2 separate regions of the Mus musculus genome follow, and region 1 is linked to region 2. The links are chromatin contacts, called in public Hi-C maps. All regions are on one chromosome and are shown on one strand. Each heading gives the region's core, a stretch centred on a gene start, on an enhancer-like site or on the middle of the called end of the contact. The rest is flanking DNA. Distances are from core to core; before and after follow the strand shown. Region 1 has its middle 36 kb from the start of Zfp800. Region 2 holds the start of Zfp800 (zinc finger protein 800).

Region 1 (7,179 bases), core at 369-2,868, 34 kb after region 2:
CTTGCTTTCCGATTAAAAGCACCAAACTGGTGAGAAAAGGAAAGAAAAGGAAAGGACACATCTGCTCCTAGGTGTGGTGGAGGAGAAACTATGGCAGATAAAAGGGAGAGCACTGCCAGAGGCAGACATGTCCGGTAGAGCCCAGAGTGGGCATGACCCTGAGCTGCGTGGGGAGCGAAGGAAAGGAAAGGAACAGGGAGAGAGGGGAGCCAGGGGCAGCAGCCAGGAAAGCCCCAGGTACAAACAGGGGCAGGTAACCAAAAAAGGGGTTGGATTATAGAGGGGGAAAAAAGCAGCCTACTGGCTGGAGAGCTCAGGGTAATGCCAGCCAGGAGGACCACTTAAAAGGCAGGGGCTGAGATTACCAGAAGATCTGACAGCAGGGTTCACTTTGACATGTTAATTAGGCACTTTATCCATTTGCCCCCATGTCTGAGATTTAACACAAACTTTTTTTTTCTTTTTTTTAAGGAAAAAACAATATCCTTCCATGATACTTTTAGCCAAAATGATAGTAATCAGCTTGGAAGAACCAATTCACATAATTTGAAAAAACCATGTTTATTTAGAACAAAAATATATTACTACATAGACTTTTGGAGTTAAATGAATATGCCACTCTTTTATATGTTGATATATATATATCAACATTGATTTGCTTTTGATTTTCATTTGTTAAAAGACTAAAAATCACGAAAGTGCAATAGCTGTCTTTTGGCAGCTTCAGAAGGGCAGAGAACATCTAGACAAGAAATGGAAACACTTGTTGGCATTATGTCTCCTTACATACACCAGTAGTCCGACTTGCTGCAAAATTAAATTTGCAGTTGAGCTGGAATTTTAGCAGTGGGATTAGGTTAAGACCTAGAAAAAAGCTTCAAGATTATGCTACATTATTGGTTGACTAACCTTGTCAAAAATAATATACTGAAGAGTCCCCAGGGTCTAAGGGCTGGGATGTTGATCAAGGGAAGAAAGCTTGTCTAGCATGCTTAGGGTCCTGGATTCAATCCTCAGCAGAGAGACAATGTTGGTGGAGGAGTAGGGTTGGTGGGTGGGAGTGAGAATTATCTCAGGGTAAAAAGAAAATTCTCTCTCTCTCTCTCTCTCTCTCTCTAGTCGTTGCTGATTGTCCCATAATCATTTCCCAAGCAATCATTCCATGCTTGGCACAGCACATAGGGAACAGTGAACGTTTTGTGAACAACTGAATGGGCGTTATTGGAACTGAAGTACCGCGACATTGCAGGGACAAAAGAAAAAACAATCTACTACTTAACCGTTTAACAAATATGAATTACTGCGTGTCAGCTAAGGACTGGATGTCAGATTTTGTAATGTATACAGGGATCATCAGAATCACAGTTATTCTAGCCTTCAAGGAGTTTATAGTCTAATTGAAGGAAGAAGAGATTAGTTCAAACAGTACCACTAAAATGCAAATTTAATGTGCATAATATATTAAGTGGTGTGATAAGAGATGCCACCAACGAGAGTTAAAGGGAGGGTTTGACCTTGACCAGGAAGACATGAGAGGTGTCCTTAAAGAAAGAACAAAAAAGCACAGGAAAACAAAGTGAAGCGGGAAGAGATGCAGGCAGTCCTGGCGGAGCAAAGGTCTCCGTGGGTCCGTGGGTCTGTGGGTCGGCTGCAAAGGGGCCAAGATGTGAGAGGAGGCTGGGGAAACCCTGAAGGCCACGCAAAGACGTCTTTCATCTTAAAACGGAATTTTTTAAAAGAACAAAAGGAGGAGGACATGGCTACTCCCAAAGCGTGGAGAAAAATTTTATTGTAGAGATAAGGGAGAAAGCTGGCAGAGGGAACAGTCCAGACTAAAAGCGGCCAGCAGATTAAACCAGACCTTGAGAGAAGAAAGGCTGAGAGAAGAAAGGCGGAGGGAGAGCAAGAGAGGAACTGCTGCTGCCCAGGAGGCCGCCCAGGCCAAGAGGCCAAGAAACCGGCTTAGCCCCAATGGCTGGATTATATGGGGATCAATCAGGCTGGGGGAAGGGAAGAGGAAGCCCAGCGTCTCGGCTGGAGAGAAGTTTAGAGAAGGGGGAAATTATGCCACCAGGTAGGAAGCTTATGCTAGTTCCACTCTGATATGTTGAATAGACGCCTCAGCCTTTTGTCCTGGGTTTGAAACCTAACAAGCAAAGATCAAAATAGCAGCAGCAGAGTATGTAGCAAGGAAGATACAAATATAGATAGATAGATAGATAGATAGATAGATAGATAGATAGATAGATAGAGAGAGAGATAGAGAGATAGATAGATCAAAAGTGTACATTAGATATAGCATCATTAGATATAGCATCATTTTGCTATGTGTATATGTGTTCATACCTCTTTTTATTGCAATATCATTGGCAACTAAATTTACCATTTGAGGTAACAATCTAGTCAGTTTGACTCCATTTACTAAATTGTATGTGACTGCAGAACCGGCTAACTACGCCCCAAAGAAACCCATACTCTCCAGCAGTCACGCCCCTTCTCGTCCCCCAGCCTCTGGAAATCACTAGTCTGTTCTTTGTTTCCTCTATGGATTTGCCTACTCTGGACAGTTTATAAAAATCATAGACATGACCTTTTCTCTCTCTTTTTTTACTTACATCTTTCTTTCTCCCTCCCTCTCTCTCTCTCTCTCTCTCTCTCTCTCTCTCTCTCTCTCTCCCTCTCTCTCTCTCTCTCTTTCTAAACTATGTTAGTTTCTTGACAGTTCTGTGCATGTATATGGTGTATTCTGGTTACTCTCTCCCACACATTTTCACTTATGTTCTGTTCCAGTCAACCCCCAGTCCATTTTCCAGATTCATGACTTCCAGTATCATTGTGTGGCCATTGGTTAACCCAGACCCATGCTTTGAGACTATCCATTAGAGCCTAGTAAGATAACCTGTTTGTACACAACTAAAGGTAACTGCCCTTTCTTTGAAATAGTTCAGCTGGGAGGGGTTGGCCCCTGAATCAGTCCTCCATCTTTGTCTGGCTGTTAAAGGACCCATTCTTTTTTTAAACAATTATTTCCAATTTTTTATTAGGTATTTTCTTCATTTACATTTCAAATGCTATCCTGAAAGTCCCCCATACCTCCCCCCCCCCATCCCCTACCCACCCACTCCCACTTCTTGGCCCTGGCCTTCACCTGTACTGAAGCATATAAAATTTGCAAGACCAAGGGGCCTCTCTTCCCAATGATGGCCGACTAGGCCATCTTCTGCTACATATGCAACTACAGACACAAGATCTGGGGGTCCTGGTTAGTTCATATTGTTTAACAATTTTTTATCAGATATTTTCTTCATTTACAAGTCAAATGCTATCCCAAAAGTCCCCTATACCCTGCCCCTGCCCTGCTCCCCAAACCAACCAATCCTGCTTCCTGGCCCTGGTGTTCCCCTGTACTGGAGCATATAATCCTCACAAGACCAAGGGCCTCTCCTCCCATTGATGGCCAACTAGGCCATCCTCTGCTACATATGCATCTAGAGACATGAGCTCAGGGGGTACTGGTTAGTTCATAATACTGTTCCTCTTATAGGGTTAGAGACCCCTTTAGCTCCTTGGGTACTTTCTCTAGCTCCTCCATTGGGGGCCCTGTGTTCCATCCAATAGATGACTGTGATCATCCACTTCTGTATTTGCCAGGCCCTAGCATAGCCTCACAAGAGACAGCTATATCAGGGTCATGTCAGCAAAATCTTGCTGGCATATGCAATAGTGTCTGCGTTTGGTGGTTGATTATGGTATGGATCCCCAGATGGGACAGTATCTACATGGTCCTTCCTTCCGTCTCAGCTCCAAACTTTGTGTCTGTAACTCCTTCCATGGAGTATTTTGTTCCCCATTCTAAGGAGGGACAAAGTATCCACACTTTTGTCTTCTTTCTTCTTGAGTTTCATGTGTTTTGCAAATTGAATCTTGGGTATTCTAAGTTTCTGGGCTAATATCCACTTATCAGTGAGTACATATCATGTGAGTTCTTTTGTGATTGGGTTACCTCACTCAGGATGATACCCTCCAGATCCATCCATTTGCCTAAGAATTTCATAAATTCATTGTTTTAATAGCTGAGTAGTACTCCATTGTGTAAATGTACCACATTTTCTCTATCCATTCCTCTGTTGAGGGATATCTGGGTTCTTTCCAGCATCTGGCTATTATAAATAAGGCTTCTATGAATGTAGTGGAGCATGTGTCCTTCTTACCGGTTGGAACATCTTCTGTATATATGCCTAGGAAAGGTATTGCTAGATCCTCCAGTAGTGCTATGTCCAATTTTCTGAGGAACCCCAGACTGATTTCCAGAGTGGTTGTACAAGCTTGCAATCCCACCAGCAATGGAGAAGTGTTCCTCTTTCTCCACATCCTCACCAGCATCTGCTGTCACCTGAATTTTTGATCTTAGCCATTCTGGCTAGTATGAGGTGGAATCTCAGGGTTGTTTTGACTTGCATTTCCCTGATGATCAAGGAAGATCTCAGAAGATGGAAAGATCTCCCATGCTCATGGATTGGCAGGATTAATATAGTAAAAATGGCTATCCTGCCAAAAGCAATCTACAGATTCAATGTAATCCCCATCAAAATTCCAACTCAATTCTTCACAGAGTTAGAAAGGGCAATTTGCAAATTCATCTGGAATAACAGAAAACCTAGGATAGCAAAAACTATTCTCAACAATAAAAGAACCTCTGGGGGAATCACTATGCCTGACCTCAAGCTGTACTACAGAGCAATTGTGATAAATACTGCATGGTACTGGTACAGCGACAGATAGGTACATCAATGGAATAGAATTGAAGACCCAGAAATGAACCCACATACCTATGGTCACTTGATCTTTGACAAAGGATTGAAAACCATCCAGTGGAAAAAAGACAGCATTTTCAACAAATGGTGCTGGCACAACTGGCGGTTATCATGTAGAAGAATGCAAATTGATCCATTCTTATCTCCTTGTACTAAGCTCAAGTCTAAGTGGATCAAGGAACTCCATATAAAACCAGAGACACTAAAACTTATAGAGGAGAAAGTGGGGGAAAGCCTTGAAGATATGGGCACAGGGGAAAATTTCCTGAACAGAACACCAATGGCTTGTGCTGTAAGATGGAGAATCAACAAATGGGACCTCAAAAATTGCAAACCTTCTGTAATGTAAAAGACACTGTCAATAAGACAAAAAGGCCACCAACAGATTGGGAAAGGATTTTTACCGATCTTAAATTCGATAGGGGACTAATATCCAATATATACAAAGAACTCAAGAAGCTGGACTCCAGAAAATCAGATAACCCCATTAAAAAATGGGGCACAGAGCTAAACAAAGAATTCTCAACGCAGAAATACCGAATGGCTGAGAAGCACCTGAAAAAATGTAAAGGACCCATTCTTGTGCAGACCAGTGTGTGTCTGTCCAGAAGTTGGCGTTTCACTACCCTTCTCCATACTTCAGGCTCAATCCACCATCTCTTTACAGGCAGTGTGCCTGTTCTTTGGATGAGAGGGGTTTATTTCTCGTTTCTTCAACTTAGTATGTTTTCAGGATTCATACAAACTGTAGCATATACTTCACTTCTGTTGAATGGCAAATGCTACTTAATGTTTTGACTATAGACCATATTTTGTTTATCCTTTGTTGGACATATGGGTTGTTTCCAATTATAGAATACTATAAATAATGTTGGCATGAACCTTTGTGTAGAAGTTTCTTTTAGAACATATATTTTAATCTTTCTTGGGTGTATTCCAAGGAGTAGAATTCCCCAATCAGCTAATATTCTACAACTGTTCACTATTGACATGTGTGGGAAATAAATTTCTGAACTGCTCTTCACCCCTCCCAGAAATTTGTGAGAAAGGATGAAGATTTAATGCATGTGGTCTTCACCCAGCCTCCTTTGAGATAACTGGAGCATTGATCACATACCCTGTTCAGCCATTCGTCTGCCCTGTGCACTGTAGCTGCCAACACTAAACTCAGTATCCATTTCACATGGGAAACTGAAAGAATCAGATTGTGAGCTGTACCTCCTTCTGACTAACCTCACAGCACTACCCTTTGGGTGAGCACAGCATGGTCCTGCCCTGAAGTTTCTTCCATGTATCTTCATCAAAGAATGATCCATCCACTTAGGGGGCTCTTCCCCCTAATCTAAGACATTTGTATATACTAGAGAAGCAAAGAGAAGGCCAGCATCTCTCATCTCTCCTGGAAGGTTTTTAAACTTTAGAATAAAGAGACGAGAACTTACTCAAGAATTTTCCGTTCTTTTTCTGTTCCATCAAAATGGGTAGTTTTCTTTTTTCAATTTTCTTACAACTTGGCAGTTCTCACTACGGGAAATTCTGGGATGGCACGGAGGAGTTGTTAGTTGTCACAATGGTGGGCAAGATATGATCAGCATTCAATTGAACAGTATAGGTGATAATAGATGTCTCTCTTTGTAACATCTTTTGTAATATTCTGCTCTTACTTTTAGTAACAGCTCTATTGACAAATAAGTCACATACCATGATATTCACCTATCTAAAACATTATTCAAGAGCTTTTATTTTTGCATTTTATGCAGGTTTAACAGGCTATGTATTGGTTTTAATATAGCTATTACAGTTCTCCCAAATGTGGCAACAGATTTTCAATATTAAGTTGAGTATCCAGGCATGGTGGCTCACACCTTTAATCCTAGACAGAAGCAAGCAGATCTCTGTGAGTCTGAGGTCAACCTGGTCACATAATGAGTTCCAGGATAGCCAGAGATATATCATGAAACCCTATCTCAAAAACAAACAAACAACAACCAAAAAAAAAGTTTCTTCTTTTTTCCTCATTGTTATCTGTAATGTTCTATTTTACTGAGTATTTGTTTAGTTAGGGTTTCATTGTTGTGAAGAGACACCATGACCATGGCAACTCTTACTAAGGAAAACATTTAACTGGGGCTGGCTTACAGTTTCAGAGGGTTAGTCATTATAGTCAGGGCGAGAAGCACAGCAGCAAGCAGGCAAACATGGCACTGGAGACGGAGCCAAGAGTTCTAGGTCTGGATTGGCAAGCAGCAGTGAGAGAAAGAGACACTGAGGCTGGCTTGAGCATCTGTAACCTCAAAGCCCACCCAAAGTGACACAGGTCCTCCAACAAGGCCACACCTCCTATTAGTGCCACTCCCTGAGCCTG
Region 2 (6,522 bases), core at 2,575-5,074:
GCTAAAAATGATAGCAATTGATAACTATAACATATAATTAGCTATGAAGACTGGAAAAATCTACTAACTGTAAAGAACTAAGGGACCGGCTTTACAGGGGGCAAGAAATAGAGAATAAAAAGAAGAAAATCAACAATGAGAGAGAGCTATGGGGAGAAGCAGACTTCTTGTCCAGGAGCTCCTCCTTCAGGAATATACTCCAAAACCTTTCTCTAATATAGCAACTTCAACACGCACATGACAGTACCCAGCCTCTTACCTACCAGCCTCAGAACCTCCCACTAGAAAACATACTTACCGAGTCAGCTTTACATGGGCACTATCTATGTAGCTCCCATTATTAAAATACACTTTTTCATTTGAAATGTGCTTGTATACACACACACTTATATATACATACACACATATCTGTAACTTGCTAAACTGTCCTCTCACACAGCCCAGATCCACCCAGGTTACAAAACGTTTTAAACAATTATCTCCCCAACTAGAAACACTCAGACCCTCAGAACAACCTACTCTCTTCCAGGAGCACTTATCTATTTTTGCAAAAGTCTCTCCTGCCTTAAAACAAGTTCCTTAAAGATCTTTCTAACCATGATGTCTAGGATTTGCTTACTAAAAAAGAGAAGTTGGAGGAGAAGTTAGAGAGCAGACCAGGGAAATGTTGGGGAAAGGAGAAAATAATGGAAAACAGATTTCCATGGAATGATAAATGATGGCTCTGCATGATGGTTACATCACATCCTTGGTTTTTGAATTTCTGAAAACTTCTATTTTAAACAATCTGTTAAATTAAGACTATGCACATACTGATAAGACTTCTAATAACACCCCTCAGTATAAATTGACCAATTCCATGGAGACAGAATGGTCTCATCTCAGGCCTCACCCTCTGTCTATAATCCAAATGATGGATACCTCTCATGAAAGCCCATTAGATAGTTTCTCAAGCACAGCATCCTCCTGCGTGCATCTGAGGACAGCTTCATGACTATCATACCACACTTCCTCCAGACCTGGAAATGCCCTCAACTCAGCACACACCTTTCCTGCAGTGATGACAGCCGCCTAACCTAAAAGTCATCAAGAGCCCAGCTTTCCATTGAAATCAACATTCCAAAGCATTTCATTCTTTTAAAAAAAAAAAAAAAGCACATTTTAATAAGCAGCAACTTTTAATTTTTAATTAATGATACTTAAAGATTTCTTGTTAATGGGGAATAAAAAAATTTAATCCACATTTAAAAATTAAAATCCAGAAAGCACCTTTCTCTTAAATACTTAATTACCAACATGTACCGTAAATCATGTTCACAAATTACATTATTTGTTTAAATCTATCTCTTCCCACTCAAAAACTATATATACATACACATACACATATGAGGAAAACTCTTTTTCACCATCTATATTGCTAGTGCCTTGGGCAAGACCTAGTATCTAAGACATGCTCAATAATGATTTGTTAAAAAAAAAATGAATAAGCAAACTAGTAAAAACCAAGAAATACATCTTCACTTCAAATATATAAAAGGTAAGGTATAAAGGGTGCTTAAGTTAGATGGGTCAGAAGATGAATGAAAATGAGGTCCCCTCCTAGAGGTACCTGTTTTACTAGGTTAGAACTGATCCAAGCAAACACAACAGACACAGGCTGAAGTCCAGTGGTAATGTCCTGTAACGCAAAGGAGTGTGTCCCCTTTACTGTTACCACGTTTCTCTTACTCAAAAAAAGTAGCTTCAAATACTCTGCTAAAAAAATCTAAATACATGAGCATAATTAAAATATTTCAATTAAAAGCAATCCAAAGTAGGCGGGGGAAGTTACCAACCCTGGTAACTTAAAAGTAAAAACTGATAAACGCATGTCTTTGAATTAGAATAGAAAGACCTTTATTCGTAGTTGACACTGTGAGTCCTTTTAAGATAAGGCCCTCAACAGTTTACAATGCCTGTTAAATTAAAACTCACTAATAAATTCTTTATGAGACTCAAAAAAGTTTTAATATCATAAATTAAACAGAATCTGCTCAACATAATAAAATACCTTAAATACTCTATATATTCTAAGCAATACAATACAATAAATTCTATCCGAAACATTTAAGATGTTTTTTAAATTCAAAAAGTCCACTTGTCCCTACAGGTTCAATCAACCTTCTTGACCCAAATTAAACTTTTGGCTTTGTTTGTTTGTTTGTTTGTGGGAGTGGTAAACTTTATACTATGGATTAAAACACTTCAAGGGAAAGTTATTTTAACAATAAGAAATTTTCAAGAAGCTGAATGGTAGTAATCACCTATCTCATCTTTACCTTCTTCTTCCATTTTAAACATTCAGAGCATGGAGTGAACCAATAACGAAGCTGCCTTGAAAAAGAAGGGAAAGGAGCTGCCCGACCTTGTGGAAATGATTGACGGTGACACTTGTGGCACTTTCTCTGGGGGCTCAAGCAATGGAGATCTCCAGTTTGTACAGGCTTTTGGCATTACGCGAGTAGTTTTACGCAGGAGAAACCGAGTTACTTAGGAAAGACTTCTTAGAGACAACGCAGAAAGCCGAGTAGCTCTGGTGAAGGAGAGCAAAGACACTGGGGAGAAAAAAACGGACTTACCTGGTTCGCAGCATCCGTGATGATGGTGGTCCGTTTGACAGTATTTGTCCCTCAAAGGCATTTTTAACGGGTGCGACCTATTTTCCTTTCACTGTGAGAAGCTCTTCATTGCGGCTTGGCTGTGGACAGAGAAGCACAAACCCATCACTATCCCTGAACTTCTATGGAGGCTGTGGCTGCAATTTCCACAGACCATCCCACCATGCGCTCTCTGCCCTCACCCCGGGCCCGCACCTTCCGCTCGGAAAAGAAACCGCCGCTCGCCCGGCCTCCGGCCCCACGTCCCCGCACAGGTTCACCGCCCTACCCGGAAACGCAGCGTCCGGCGCGCAGGGCAGCGCAGCGCACGGCGAAGGCCTGGCGGGCTGCGCAGGCGGCTGCGGCCTCGCCGTGCTGGGCGGACGAGCGAGCGAGCGAGCGGGCGGGCGCGCGGAGAGCCGGGCGCGGGACGCGGGACGCGACGGGGCCCCTGCGCGGCTGAGGAGCGGCTCGCGCGCCCTCCGGCCACGCACGTGCGTCGGGGGGTCTCCCCGGCGCAGGTCGGGTCCGGTCCGCGCCGCCAAGTGCGCCCAACTTACTCAACTCCCGGAGCGGCCGGCCGGCCAGCGGGCGGGCGGGCCGCGGCACCAGCCGGGCGCACGACGCGGCCGAGGGCCCCACCTGGCGCAGCCCCGGCGCAGCGCGTGAAGCCGAGCGGGCTTCGGCCCCGGCGCGCTCCCAAAGAGTCCCCGGCGGCGCCGACGCGGAAGCGCCACAGCTCACCACGTCCTCGGGCCGCGGCTGCGGTGGCGGCTGTGGCGGTGGCGGCGGCTCACGGCAGCCCTCCGCGCTCCGGGCCGGCGAGCTGGCGGCGCGCGGGCGCAGGCAGTTGACAGGACGAACCGCCGGGCGCAGCAGCCGAAGGAGCTGGAACCGGAGCAGGCAGGACTGAGGCGCCCCTCGCCAGGGCAACGGCCGCGCCGAGCCCGGCTCCCCTCAGCGCCGCGCCGCTCCACCTGCAACGGTCCCCCGGGCTTTGGAGAGGGGCGGGGAGCCGCGCGGGTCCCCCACCTGGGGCCTTGCGGGTAGCAGATGCTTCGGGAAACTTTATGGAAGTCAGTCCCGTTCTCTCGTGGCCGCCCCTTCCCCGGACAGCCCGAGCGACCGCCGTGCAGAGAGGGTAGGAAGGGGGAAGCAGAGAAGTCTCCGGCTGCGACAGGGAGCGACTGACTGACCCCGGACGGAGATGGGGCGAGGGCAGGAAGTGACAAGCTCACGGAGTGGGTGGGGGGAGTGTGGCCGGCACGCCCGGCAGCGCGGCGCGCATGCGCTGGGCGGGCAGCCCCGGTGGGGAGGCGACGCGCGGGGCCGGCCTCGGGCGGAGGAGGGTAGACTGCGGGGTTGGCGGGCGCCGAGGGCGGCCGGGTAGCTGGCGGGCCTCGCCGGCGCGCGCCCGTGCGTCCTCCCGCCGGCGGCTGCGGAGCGACGGCCGGAGGCTGCGTGCGCCCGGAGGTGTGAGAACCAGAACCGCGGGCGCGTCTTCCCCTCCCCGGGCACGCGCCGCTCGCTCGGGCACCAAACTGTTGCTCGCGCTGCTGCGCTTCGGCGGATCCGACCCAGGCAGAGTTGGGGAAGCGGAGGAGAAAAGGAGGGACTGGGAGCCCGAAGTGGACTGGATCGGGAGAGCTGTCAGGTGCTGGCTCGCCAGCTGTTGTCCAAGTGTACCTCCTGGAACTTGGGACAGGAGAGTCTAAGTCGGGCTCTGGGAAAGAACGCGATTGGCAACGTTCTGAGGGTGCAAACCTGGAAGTGAAGTTGGGTCACATGGCTAACACGCACTTTCCCTCTTGGGCACCAGCATCCTGCTTGGAAAATCCCCGAAGATCAGATCGAAGATGGCCATCTTCTGTCAAATCTACAAACCTTGAGCTGCTTTTCATATCCAGTAGCTGCTGCCGCCACCTTCTTCCCAACTCTGAGATGGAATTCTTGCCCTTGCTAACTTCACTCGAATAGGTGTCAGCTATTGGTCAGGGTTTTGTGAGAGCTCCCATTTGACCTTTTTTATCTTCTCAGGATGAATGAAAACCACAATTAACTAACTTCCAGTTTTCAAGTTCCAGTTTTGGAGCTTCTGAAAAAAGAAAAGTTTAGGAAGGAAGGCACTATGTGTTTGTATTTTGGGTTTTTTGTTTTTTGTTGTTTTGAGATGGTCTTGCTGTGTAGCTCAGGCTTGCCTGGAACTAGCTGAGTAGCCCAGGATGACCCTGAAATCAGGATTCTCCTCCTGCCACTATGCACTTTCTTTTTCAAAGCTGGGGTTACAGGCTGACACCACACTAGGCTCTGTGTTTGTGAAGAGAAAAATCACCAAAATCAATTTTCAAAATTCCAAAGGAAGTTTGTAAGCAAATGCAGTTGTTACTATAGGACTGTTGAATGGAATACTTGCATACGTCTTGTACGGTTGGAGCAGAATAGAATAAATGTTCTGCAGCTACATAGGATATTATATTATGATCTCATTTTCTGTTCCATTGTCAAGAATCACTACCCACATGAAGCAAATGCAGATTATAGGTCAATATGCTATAAATGGCCACTTCTATGTGGTGGTATTATGCAGCCAATAGAAATCATATTTGGGGGTTGGAAAGATGACATTGTCAGTTAAGTCTGGTCAAGAAAACCTGAGTGTGATCCCAGAACACATGGTACAAAAACGTTGGAGGTGAACGTTCACCTGCAATTCCAGTGCTAGGGAGACCAAGAGAGAAGAATCCCTGAGGCTTGCCAGCCAGCTGGCACAACCAAACGGATTAGGTCCAGGCTCAGTGAGAGCCCCTGTCTCAAAAAGTAAATTGAGCAATTGAAGAAGACATACAACATGGACCTTTAACCTATCCAACCAACAAAACTATCATGTGTAATATTAACTATGTGGAATATGCTTAAACCAAAAAGATATATTTTTGAAATGTGAGAGATGCTGTACTTGGAATTATATGTGCTTTTGTCTGAATGAAGCATATGTGATTTTAATAAAAAGAGTTTTTATTAATCTATAATTTATCTTTAAGTGTTCTGTAAATAAAATTAAAATTCCACTCTTTAAAAAATGACTATATTATCTGAAATGGTATAAAATAATGATGCACAAAAAATATGATACAAAAATACAAATCACTCAAAACTGCAGTGAGAAACTGAAAGGAGAGAAAATGATCAACATTGGTGATAGCTGGGTGGTAAATTTTTAAGTAAAGCATTTTTGTTTCAAAGGATATTTACCTTAATTTGACACAATGAGTGTAATACATGTATTAAAAATACTAAAATTTTATAAGCCAGGGAAGTATTATTTGTAAGAATTTAAATGTTTTCTTACCAGGTGTTAGTGTTAAAACTTGTTTTATGGAGGGTGGAGATATGGCTCAATAGTTAAGAGCACTTAATGCTCTTGCAGGGGATCTGGGTTTGGTTCCCAGCACCCACATGGCAGCTCACTGCTGCAACTCCAATTCATGAGCCTCCAACCCCCCTTCAGATTCCCAGTGGCACCAGGGACAAGTGGTGCACTTACAAACTTGAGAGCAAAACACTCATATGCATATAAAAGTTTTAAGTAAATAGAATTGCTTTGTAAGTGCAGCGTTATAAATAAGGGATCCTTACCAGAAGGGCCTCAGTTGCTAACATTAAACTGTAAACAATGTGAAAAGCACAGACAAAATTGAGATATGAGTAGAACACATACTAAACACTGAGTCGTAAGAGTTTTAAAGATGAAAATAAACCATGAAAATTATCTAGTAAGCCTTACTTTATACCCAAGAAAACAGAGAAATATCAAGTGACTAGTAATAACTGCTTTCCAGACCTAGGTAGCTTCATACTATAATGACAGTACTAATACCTAAGATGC

What was found. Hi-C and Micro-C count contacts between places; a contact is called where the count stands out from the background.
Region 1: a contact with region 2 is called in a Hi-C map of rod photoreceptor, with 2.2 times the contacts expected there. The contact joins the enhancer-like site here to the promoter of Zfp800 in region 2. A contact is called at or near these places in 1 of 39 promoter capture datasets (erythroid cells), 1 of 15 datasets of contacts at CTCF or cohesin (the NIH/3T3 cell line), 5 of 484 Hi-C or Micro-C datasets (CD4 T cells, conventional dendritic cells, macrophages and 2 more), 4 of 115 datasets of contacts at active chromatin or transcription factors (bone marrow-derived dendritic cells, bone marrow-derived macrophages and embryonic stem cells) and 1 of 9 other capture datasets (pancreatic islet).

The regions. Positions count from the first base shown.
Region 1 is chr6:28,294,568-28,301,746 of GRCm38.p6, forward strand. It overlaps a transcript of Zfp800 not described here. Among named protein-coding and RNA genes, the nearest start is that of Zfp800, 36 kb to the left of the region's middle. Within about 2 kb of position 1,619, at least 3 of the 459 cell types and tissues checked have an H3K27ac peak or open chromatin away from gene starts, as enhancers often do. A contact at or near this core is called in rod photoreceptor, where this site is marked.
Region 2 is chr6:28,258,100-28,264,621 of GRCm38.p6, forward strand. Zfp800 (zinc finger protein 800) reads right to left here and starts at 3,825. Exons shown (of 6, transcript NM_001081678.2): 1 at 3,381-3,825; 2 at 2,619-2,737. The coding sequence starts at 2,679.